Linked DNA regions of Sus scrofa: region 1 is linked to region 2. A link is a contact called in public HiChIP or PLAC-seq data. All regions are on one chromosome and are shown on one strand. Each heading gives the region's core, a stretch centred on a gene start, on an enhancer-like site or on the middle of the called end of the contact. The rest is flanking DNA. Distances are from core to core; before and after follow the strand shown.

Region 1 (6,164 bases), core at 2,130-4,629, 2.8 Mb before region 2:
CTTTTTCTATCACCAGTTTCTTCAGAGGTCATTCTCAACGTGGTTTTCCGGCTATGGTCCTAAAAACAATGTGACCATATTACTTCCTTGATTATAACTTCCATGAGCACTGTTCCCTATACAAATTCAAATTCACCATCCTGTTTACACTCTAGTCCTAGCCTACCTCTTCATCCTTATCTCCTATAATTCCCCCAGTCAACATATACTGTGTGCTCCAGACACAATACATTTCCCAGCATTTTTCAAACACAAGTCACAATTTACTCCACACCTTACATTTAACAGTGCTCAATTTTCCACCTATCTTGTCTTCCAATTCCTGACCCCCCACTCCACTTATCCTCTGTGGATGTCTCTAAATCGCCCATGTATAACTGGACTGCTCCTGTATATGTATTTTCATATTACTTAACAAATGTTTCTCCTCTAAAAGATTTCATGAGACAAATGACAAGTGTCAATATGACTCTGCACTATGAAAGAAAATCTTTTTTTCATCTATTCAAACAGGTGTTTTTATGTGTTTTTATTATCTTGAAGTAAAGTTCCAGAATATCAGGCAAATATTTGAGGAGGACCCATCTTACCTAGAGGTACATGCCTGATCTAATTTACATTTTCCTACCTTTTTAGATTAATAAAATATACAAATAACTTTCACCCGATTTTTATCAAACTAATAGTTTAAGGTATCTTAGCCTCATTCCTGTATGGTGATACCAAATAGTGTGAAGACGTACACACTAATAATAGACCTAAGCCTAATTGGGTACACACTTCAAAGTCAAGAAACTCAGCTACCTGTCTCAACTCTGCAATTAGTAGGTTAAGCCTCAGAGCCTTAGTTGCTACATTCAGTAAGAGAGATAACAGAATAACTCAAATACAAATCTGATAAACACTGAAGAGATGATGTTTTCATTTTATTTTATTTTTATTGTTAGGGCCACACCTGCAACATAGTTAGTTAGCAGGCTAGGGGTTGAATAGGAGCTGCAGCTACTGGCCTATGCCACAGCAATGCCATATCCAAGCTCCATCTGTGACCTACACCACAGCTAACAGCAAAGGCAGATCTTTAACCCACTAAGCGAGGCCAGGGATGGAACCCGCATTCTCATAGATACTAGTCGGGTTCGTTACCACTGAGTCACAAGAGGAACTCCCTAGATGTTTTTAAATGAGTGACAATTATCATTCTCATATACTATTGTAAGTGTGGACATCATTTATTGTCTTACTGTACATCCATGTCTATCATTACTCTAAGGCTCTCCAAAGGAGTGCACCAATAGTTGTTAACAAGAGTCTTTACTTAGAATCAATGATAAATTCTTTACAGCCCTTATTTTTTTTGTTAACTCTCTTACACTTAAATGTTTCCAATGAAAAAGAAAGGCTTTAAATAGGCTTTCATTTAAAATTCCCCCAAAAGAATGTTAAAAAGAAAATGAAATGAACTAGCCGGAGTTCCCCTGTGGCTCAGTGGTAACGAACCCAACTAGCATCCATCCCTGGCCTCGCTCAGTGGGTTAAAGGATCCAGCACTACCTTGAGCTGTGGCGTAGATCACAGACAAGGCTTGGATCTGGCATTGCTATGGCTGTGGAGTAGGCCAGCAGGTTTCTATCCTTAGCCAGAGAACTTCCATATGCTGTATGCAGCAAGCACAGCCCTAAAAAGAAAAAAAAAAAAAAGAAAGAAAGAAAGAAAAGAATTAGCCTGCTTTAAGGAATGGAGGAGGGAGACCTTAATAAATCAAAAACACCCTGAGTTTATATTTTTCACCTATGCTTCTCTGTTTAACAGGTGGGCGGTTATAAATTAAAATTGTTGAGCCCGTCCTGGCTCAGCGGAAACAAATCTGACTAGTATCCACGAGGACACAGGGTCCATTACTGGCCTTGCTCTGTTGGTTAAGGATCCAGCGCTGCCGGTGTAGGTCACAGACCTACTGGGATCCTGTGTTGCTATGGCTATGGTGTAGGCCAGCAACTACAACTCTGATTCCACCCCTAGCCTGGGAAGCTCCATATGCCACAGGAGTGGCCATAAAGAGAAAAAAAAAAATTTGAAATTGTCTGTGATGATAACTGTACATGACCAATTTATTGCCAAAACAGCTTTAAAATTTAGAAAGAGCTGTATAGTAAACTGATGACACAACAACCAACAGTCTGATTACAGACTGAAATACACTAATGGCATTTTCACATTCATGTATTCTGTAAGTTTTTAAATAAACACAAAAGAATTAGTGTTTATAAACTCATACAGATTATTTCTCAACTGAGCACATACTCAAGGAGCTTCTGATAAATACATACTACAACACATGCCTCTTTTCATCACGAAGATAAAAGCTGTCATTTAAATATTCACTTTGTTTTCTTTTACTTTTTTTTTTTAGGCAATCATCTGTCAGGGTGGAGGAGCTAAATGCCCTACTGGTTTTATTGGTGGTGTTACTGACAATAACGTGATTGCTAACATATATGACACTTGATTAACAAGTAACTTAATATGCGGCATTGTTCTAAATCTTAAGACAGTGTCCTTAAACATCTAACTTGCGTTTAATCTTTGCGACAATTCTAAGAGGCAGGTTCTATTACCATATCCATTTTTTAGATCAAGAAACCTAAAGCAGAGAGACCAACACCCCCCAGGTCAAACTGTTAGTAGCAAAACAAGGATTCAAATCCCGGCTGAGTCCCGAGGCTGCACTTTTTGAACCACTAAACCATACTTATCTGTACCCAGCGTGGGGCGCCAAATGGGCGGGCGTTTTACAGAAATACTAGAAACTAAACTTCCCACAGAGAAGACGCCGGAGAAGAATCCAAAAGGGAAACCACTAAGTAATCTGAGATAAGCTCCCAAAGGCCGCAGCTGCCGGCCCCTAGAACCACAGCGGCCAGTGCGGCTCTCCAAGACCCTCCTCCCAACAGCTGCCCCCTTCGCCTAGAACCTCTTTAACAGAAAGCATCCAATTCGGTGACCGGTGAAGCTTAGCAGCCAGGTGGACTTCGGGCTCCCACTCCTCCTCCCGGCCCCCGCTGTTGGCAACCCGGCCGAAAGTTTCCCAAAGCCGAGAAACCTGGGCTGGGAGCTCCGGAATTCGCGGTCACCGGGGCGGGGCCCTGGGACACGAACTGAGCGGCCCGCTGCTCCGGGATCGCCAACCCATTCCCACCTCCGCCTCCCACACCTACAGAGCCCTCACCACGCTCTAAAGACGCCCTGAAAGTTCCACCACTTCAAACACCAAGCCTTCTCACCGTTACCGCCATTCCTCGCCGGCGGCCACTGCCAATTCAAAAAAGCAAACCGCTCTCTCCAAAAGCCATGCCGATTGGCGCGTGATGTCAACCTCCCTCCCATAGGCTGGAGCCTCTAGGGGGAGGTGATTGGCCGCTGTTCTCCGCCCACCTCCCCGCAAGCGCCGACTGATTGGTTGTGCGTGTGTTTCAAATAAACCCAACGGCTCCGACGTCGGAACGTCGGGAATGGGTAAAGAAGTGCCCGGATGTGACCAGAAGATGGCGGTAGTGGCTACTGGGCTTCTGTGGGAGTAGCAGGTGTGTCTATGGCTACCGCTTGTTTTTTCAGTAAACATCCTATTTCGTAAGGAAGGTTTAAGTTCCTCAAAAAAAACTTTTTCACCAAATCCTTTAAACTTAATCAGTGCCTTGATAGATGAATTTTCCCCCATTGCTTCTTGTGAGCTCTTTAAGAGTTTTCTGCTTGTAAACTTTTTGCTTTAAATTTTTAGTTTGGTTGTGGAGTTTGGGGTTTGGTTACTGTGTTGGCCTGGCAGGGCTGAGGACAAGGGAACTCGCCGGCACTCCAGGTGGACTTCAAATCAGCAGCCGCTTATTTAAATCCTGATTTATGCAAAGCAAGTGTGTCTGGATTAAGGAATTTCACCGGTGATTAGAAAAATAAATTCTTAGTGTTTCCAGGACTTCCTCCCTCCCTCTCTCCCTTCCTCCCTCCCTCTCTCCCTTCTTGCACTTGAACAGTTGTAAAAATATATTACGAGATTCTAGAATCTCCTGGAGTTAAAGTAAATTGCTTCCAGTTGCCCCCCTCCCCCTACACACACACCCTGAGATTTGCTCCTTTCCTCTGAGGTCTAGCCAAGAATTTGTTTTTCCAGTAATTACTATTGCTATAATGAAAATATTTTATTTTCTTCATTTCTAAATATAATGCCCTGTAATACAACCTCTTAAAAATTTGCTTCCCAAAGATCAGTTTTGCATAGTCCCTACCTAATCCTTGGTTTAAATAAAGGAAGAAAGGACAATCTATTGCTGGAAGCTTAAATTTTCATAAGAGGAGGAAAACGTGTATTTTGGAATGTAACACTTCTGCACAACTGAAAGGGTCGTCAGGATTTAGAATTTTTCCTAATTTTGTCAGGTCACTTAGAAAGCCTAAGAAGTTTATAACACATTCCACAAAATGAAAGAAACAGTCTGGTAATTATTTGTTTCCCTTTATAATTGAAGAATACTTACAGTCTGCCCCTCATTTAATGTCATGATAACTGTTAGGGCAAAAGAAAAGAAAACCAGTAATTGAAATTTCACTTTGGAATGTGCTTGCATACTTCAACTAGGGTGTGCCCCAGCATTCCAAAAAGCCTCATCACTGAAAATGTATTAAGCTAGTGAAGAAAGCAACCTGTGCATTGATCCCTTTTAGGGTTTGCGCCCAAATCTAATAATTGCCCATAAGATATCACCATGCAAATTGTGTACTAGCTTAACAAAAGCTGTGCTTGATTTCCTTTTCAGGGTTATATGGCAGTTTGACTAGCAAATAAACAAGTAATACAGTCTTCTAACATTTCCTAACTATGTTACATCCTTTTCCATTTTCTAGGCATGTAACCTCAAGCAAGTTATTTAACCTCCCTATGCCTTGGTTTGAGTTTATATAAAAAAGTTTATATAAAAGTTTACATAAAAAAGTTAATATATGTAATTAAAACATATTCTGGCATATAAGAAACATTGAATAGATGTTAGCTGTTAGTAATTCTACTACTTTTACTGGTACTGTGGATGCTGCTAGTACCATTACTGTTATCTCAGCTGAGGCCCTTTAATTTCCAGATGTAATGGATGGTTCTCTATACTGCCTTCTTACACCTCACCACAGAAGCCATGGCACCTGTTTCTGTTCCCCTTGCCCTACCCTTCCCCAAATCCCACCCGACCCCCAACCCCCAACAGACAAAGCTTGATCCAACAAAGACCTCCATTGTATTCTTTTCCTGCTAGAGACAGGACAGTCCCTCTGAACCAAACTTAATCTCTCTCTTCTAAGGGAAAGCCTGTTGTGCTTGTCTAGAAGATACAGCCCTCTTGCTACTGCCCACGGCCAGGGTTCTGTTCTCTTCTAAGGCAAGTCTCAGCCAAGATTCTTTATGATAAATGTTAGCCTCTGCCTTCATTGAATTCATTGTCAAGGGGACAAAACTGTTTATAGGATAGATAGGTAGATCAAAATAAGAAGTTCCTTGAAAGAATAAACCATTTAAAATTGTTATGTTGGAGTTCCCGTCGTGGTGCAGTGGTTAACGAATCCGACTAGGAACCATGAGGTTGCGGGTTCGATCCCTGGCCTTGCTCAGTGGATTAAGGATCCCGAGTTCCTGTGGCTCTGGCGTAGGCTGGTGGCTACAGCTCTGATTAGACCCCTGGCGTGGGAACCTCCATATGCCACAGGAGTGGCCCTAGAAAAGACAAAAAGACAAAAAAAAAAAAAAAATTGTTACGTCATCCACAATTTCTAAGATGCTGAATAAGCAGGTTTCAAACAAAAAAATACTAAACTTATTGAGTATATTAAAGTATGTGACATATTTTCCTCAAGCAATGAAATGATTCTGAGGGGGAGGGGAGGAAATGTGGAAGACAGAGCAACTGAGATTTTGCCTTTGGAGGATCAGCTTCTCCATCTACACCTCTGAATTGAGTGACATGCTGAACCATCTTTCATGACTCCCATCTTACATTTGTTCCTCTTCCAGTTTATCCCCTCCTCTTTATTTATAGTTCCTTTCTTTCCTCCCCACCTCCTCCTTCTGTCTCTATCTTATTTTTCATCTGTACTCAGATGAAAGTAGTCCTTCAGGGCAGCAGAGA
Region 2 (5,760 bases), core at 1,193-3,692:
TGTATTGATATTAATCTCATTATATAGTCCATCATGCATGTAAGACACAAAGTGCCTGCATTATCCAATTCCTCAGAATCTACTTCTTGTCAGTGCAACAACTGTTTTAAGCATCTTAGCTAAGCATTCTAGCCTCTTGGACCTGACTTAAACATTAGTACTGATAGCTGTACAGAAATAACAAGAGTCATTGCCATTAACATGCCAATGGAATTATTTTCCTGAATCAAGATCAGGAAGAAGTCCTGCATGTTGCTATTTATGGCTGGAAATGGGAGCACTATTAAATAAACGGAGGATCTCTTTTCCACTTACACCTTCTCACCCCAAAGACCTTAAGACGAAGGGGACAGAGAGTGAGAGAGAAGACCAGAGAATCATAAAGATAAAAAGCTAGGGGAAATTGGAATTAATATTTATCATATTTTAAGTTTACATAACTGAAATCACAAGCTTTATTTCAGCAGATAAATCAAATGTGTCAGAAACAATGCGTTAACTACATTAACATCTGTATTTTTTTGTGCTTACAAAACATAGTCTGTTTATCCCAAATCAGTGACACTGATTCATTAAAAACAACACTGTACATATCAATATTTGAAGAGTTCAATGACTGTATGGAAAAAATACCAAAATGGTTTAGCTCTAAAGACTATTGACCAGCTTTTATAAGTGGAAATAAAATGTGTACTTTACCTGTCAAGATTTAAAGTTCCTGTGTATATAAACTCCAACAGTTTCTGAAATCCATCAGCCTTCACCTGACTCTGATCAAGAAAGACATTGTTCTCAGAAGTGCTTCTGTAGATCGCACCAAAATACTCACTAAAGGAGGCAAGCACATTCCTATGAGCTTTAAACTGGAATTCCCCAATCACTATGGTGCAGTCACAAAGAAAACCAGCTTCCCGTTGTTTGTTCAGTCTCTCTAAAAGGTGCTCACAGTGGTGCGAATACTGCATTTTGATATCACAAACGAATTTTACCCTTGTTCTAAAAAACAAAAATAAATAGTAAATTAGTAAACCTAAGCTGTCATCAAACTTTTCACGCAACAAGAATAAAGTCTGTTCTCATTTTACGTCCCCAGAAAATTCACAGATATGGTTAAAAAATGCCGAAGGGACAAATGCCTTCCTAGCTTTTATTTCATCTTGGTCAACTAACACAATCCTTTGGACGCGGTAATAAATGGCGACGCGAGAAAATATTTCCACAAAGCGGGGAAAAAAAGGAAAAAAAAAAGCACTGCAAAATTCCACGCTTTTGGATCAGCTGAACTTTCACTTTCAAGCTCAGTAGGCAAACATATATTTGGGAGAAAAAATCAACCACTAAAAGAATGATCGTTGGGGCAAACTGAGTAAGGACACGGTACGAGGTCTTGAAAACTGCTCCCCAATGAAACCTGTTACATAGTGGCTTCAAAACGCTAGACGGGTGCCGAGGGGGCAGGGCCAAGAGTTGTCAAAGGTTAGGTCACTCACCCCGAGGAAGCCACACCCCTTCCTTCCCCACTCGAGGTGGTATCATAGGGTGACAACCAAAGCCGATCTCTCCTGGTTTCTGCCTCCCTGCCCTTCGCCCAGCTCCCACTCCCGCGAATTCCCACAGCAGAGGTTGTGGCCAAGGCCAACACCAGGACTGCCTCGCCCGAGCTTTCAACGTTAACACTTGGCTCCGACAACAGCTCGCGCTCCAAGGAACCTGCCCTCTAGTGACCCAGGATCTGGAGGGAGCTGGGATGGCGGGCTGGGGGCAAAGACAGAACTCACCTATAGCAACCCAAGGGGAAACACTGTTTCTTCACTCTCACTCCGCCATATTGGAAGGACGTCACTGGGCTACGCTCCGCCTCTCCCTTCCTACTCCAAGGCGACGTCACATCCGGCTCTGGGAGATCCGTGGCAACAGCGTAGGCTCTTAGGACCGTGGAGATCTAACACCCGCCTGGAAGAGGCTGGCGCACAGAGAACCCCCTCCCTAGCGGGCCAGGAGACCCGGAAACTGGAGAGTCATAGATACGAGATCTAAGGGGACGCTCACAGCGCCCCGCCTCTCTTCCTCATTCTGAGCATTCTGGTTGGCTGACCGTCAGCATCTCGCGCACGACTCGTGTTGCCGGCCAAGGCTGCTTTCCGCTGCACAGCGCGCCTCTTTCCGGGAGCCAAATTGTGCATTGCATGCTGGGGCTTGTAGTTAGTTGCTCGACTTCTCCCATCAGCCTCACCTTTCTTGAGGCCCCACCGGTGGGAACAGCTGCTTTATATACTTGGGCTCTCGACCATGGGAATTTTTGAGCTGAGACTGATCACTCCTTTTTAGTTTACCTACCCAAAAGCTCTTGTTTGCATCAGCCAACCGGAATCCAGTTTGCAGGATACCCTTACCTGGTGTTGGAAGCCTGGGATGCACGAAAGCGGTGCAAAGCAGTAGGGCATACTGGGCATGCGCGTGGGGAAAGGTGGGCTTTATACCGGAAAATGTTCTGCGTCTGGACTAGAAAAACTTTAATACAATGATTTACGTTGTATTCAGATTTTGTACAGTGAGGGAAAGGGGTGCCGCTTATCTGCATAAAATGAAAAGACAGAAACAGTAAGATAAGTCATGCTGATATGTTAGGGTGAATTATACCACGCTTGGACATTATAAATCTAAGAAAACCAAAACTTCAACATTTTTTTCTTGTTAAAAGTTATATGAGGATCGTAGGAAGTTTACTCGCGACTTTATTTTTCAGGACAGTGTCAACTTGAGTTTCTTTTCTTCTCTCCTGAGATTTTTTTAAAAAAACAGATTCCGTTTGGTCTCTAAGTTTTCCTCAGTATGAATCATATTTTTGAATAAAACCACAACCGTTAGGAAAAAAAGAGGCTGGTTCTTTCTTGATTTTATGTTTATAAGTATAATTTTCTTTCTGATTGCACTTTTAGTTTTGTCAGAATCCTTTTTGGTAATTAATTCACTCAGATATTTATGAGCCTCTGCTATGTGTTGAACAGATATTGAGTATTTAGAAGTATAAAACATGGTCTCGGGTTTAGATAAATCTGTAATCTCAAGTGGAAAACCAAATGACTTGTAATACAGAGTCCTCAAGGGCTCCAGGGCTCCAGTTTTTGTGCTGTGTTTGATTACCTTGTTGTGGAAACTGGACCTCTCTGTCCACCAGTGCTGAATAGAAACAGGGAGACAAGAGTTTTGGGTGAAGGAGAAAAGTAACAGCTTTATTGCTTTGCCAGGCAAAGGAGGGCTATAGCAGACTAATGCCCTAAAGACTGTGCCCCCCTTTGGGAGAGAATAGGAAGTGGTTTTATAATTTGGAAGTAGAAAAATAGGGCCACAGATAAGGATCAGGGAAAATGCTGGCTTGCATTGTTTTTCAAAGTTGGTGTTTTTGTGACCCCAGGACTGGTTCTAGTGGTCCTTCTTTCCAGAATGAACAATCCTTCATCAGGTAGTTAACATCTTCCATTTGCTAGGGTCTTTTAGTTCTTTATCACATACACTGATAGTTAAGTCCACAAAACAAAGGATGGCACAAATCAACCGGGAATGCAGCCACCTCGGAGGCTGAACCTCGGAGCCCTGTGGGAACTCAGGAAGGAAACAAAGAATACCTGCCATCTAGCAACCACTCCCGAGAGCGAGCCCCCCCACCCTGCCCTCCTTGAAACTCAGGCTGTGAAAACACAGAACACTGGTGGAGATGCACATCAAAGGATGATTTCAGTGAGCCTAGACATTTGCATTCTTTCATAGAAAAGCGCTAAATTTCCCAACTTTAGATATCTGGTTTTCTGTAATCTTTCCTTCCTACTACCTGCCCTTTGGCACTCAAGGGAGGTCAAGGAGGCTGAATGAGGCCTATTTCCTAAAAAGAAATGGGGACAGAGAAAGGCTTTTGTGCCCAGGAGCCCCAAAGGGCCCTGCCCGGTAATGTTACCAGGCTGTACATTACATTATTTTTTCAGTATTAGGTTGTGAGATGTATTTAAATAAAACAAGCAATTTGAAATTTCCAAGATACTGCAAGTTTCTATCAAGATTATGTTTTACTGCAAGTTTCTATCAAGATTATGTTTTTGAAGAACATAATTTCATAAAACAAAGAGGGAGGAAAAGAAACAAAGGCACTGTTTCCGCCCGGTTTCGAACCGGGGACCTTTCGCGTGTTAGGCGAACGTGATAACCACTACACTACGGAAACCTTCCTAGTAACAAGCTCTCTGAAGTTTGTTGATATCGCTATTGTAACATGCAGCTTGAGCACTTCAAAGTAGATAAAGGAATTTTAAACAGATCAACAAAACAAACGAACAAAAAAAGGAAAATAAGCATAGATCCAATTAAATAGTACCACTATTTCAAAAGTTAGAATTTGCATATGCTTTTTTCAAAGGTAGTTAGAAACCCGGCACGCGTTATGTGCCTTTCTTTTGGGTTTAATTCCCTCCACGGAAAAGAAGTGTTGTATTAGTTTCTTTTCTCCTCGTTTAGCTGCTGAGAGTCCCGGATGAGTTTTAGGGCTTTGGCCGGCTAAGAAGGACCCGCAGCACGCGAACTCGCGCACCAACCTCCTTAGCAGTCATTTAGCTAGCGAGAAAGTAACCGGTTCAGCCTCTGGTGAAGGGATGTGTCATTAGCTTTTGAATCTTCTCTCCTGCTTAGGTACTTGCTTTAAAATCTTCTACATGGTGTGTAAAATTGAGGGGGTTAAAAAAAAATAATAATCAGACACCAAGATGCACTTTGGCGCACAATGAACATAAATTTTTCTAAGTCCGAACTTCATATGACGTACTGAATATCGTTTTCCCCGTGAAGAAGCAGACACATTCTTCTGCCTAAAAATCAAGAACTTTTAGGGAACCAGAAATGAGCTTCCATATTACACTGCAGGGGGTGGGGGGATAACGTAATGGGAGTGCTAAAAAAAATTTTTTTTTAATGTTTCTACTATTTTGGTTTTGAGTACATTTTACTTAGAAACCACGAGAAACACAAACTATTGCCCAGTATATATAAAAACCATAATCAAAGTATTTTAAATCCACTTTAAATAATAGCACTTTTTTCCTTTTTATTTTTAGAAGTTGACGAGGGTTTCAGAAGCATAGGCTGTGCTTCCCCTCTTAAAACTTTCACCTGTCAAGGCTCTCCACCTTTATTCCAGTTTCTAGGGCTCATTTCGGGGCTTCCCATAGGTCCCTGGACCTATTAATCAGAATTTAATGGCTCTGAGAAATAAAACCTTTTATGTTTCATTGAAGTACTAGAGAAAGCCTCTCGTGAAGGATTAGATTTTTATCTTTGGGGAGGACAATCGGGTTTTCCCGATATTGGTATTCCAGGATTCCAACGGGAAAGGAGTAGTCCATCCCGGGTGAGACGCAACCGTGGGTGGCACTTCAGACCACACCTTGAGTCCACACAGCCCACGGGCTTGGGCTGTCGCCGCACCAGCCCCGCTCAGGCCCCGTGGGGCCGTGCGGGGGCCTCTATGACGCGGCGTTCCAGGCCCTCGGCCCCCGCTCATCACTTTGCGCGCTTCCCGCTCAGCCTGCAGCCAAAACAGCCGGAGCGGCCGGGCGACAGGAGGCTGCGGCGGCGGCATGAGCTACTACCAGCTACCGGTGGTGATCGACAACGGCTCAGGAGTGATCAAGGCTGGCCTGGCTGGGTCCCGGGATCCTCTCTTTATCTACCCGAATATCATCGGCCGCGCCAAGGGCCAGACCTGGGCTGTTGAGG

What was found. HiChIP or PLAC-seq counts read pairs in DNA pulled down with a chosen protein or histone mark.
Region 1: a contact with region 2 is called in an H3K27ac HiChIP or PLAC-seq map of skeletal muscle, with 4 times the contacts expected there. The contact joins the promoter of ECT2 here to the promoter of MYNN in region 2. A contact is called at or near these places in 1 of 5 promoter capture datasets (fetal liver) and 1 of 2 datasets of contacts at active chromatin or transcription factors (skeletal muscle).

Annotation. Positions count from the first base shown.
Region 1 is chr13:111,245,430-111,251,593 of Sscrofa11.1, reverse strand. It overlaps ECT2 (protein ECT2), which reads right to left and starts at 3,379. Exons shown (of 26, transcript XM_021069804.1): 1 at 3,230-3,379.
Region 2 is chr13:108,431,876-108,437,635 of Sscrofa11.1, reverse strand. It overlaps MYNN (myoneurin), which reads right to left and starts at 2,442. Exons shown (of 7, transcript XM_005669990.3): 1 at 1,779-2,442; 2 at 700-996. The coding sequence starts at 965. ACTRT3 (actin-related protein T3) reads left to right here and starts at 3,270. Exons shown (of 2, transcript XM_003358668.4): 1 at 3,270-5,760. The coding sequence starts at 5,622. TRNAV-AAC (a tRNA gene) reads right to left here and starts at 4,216; the gene lies at 4,144-4,216.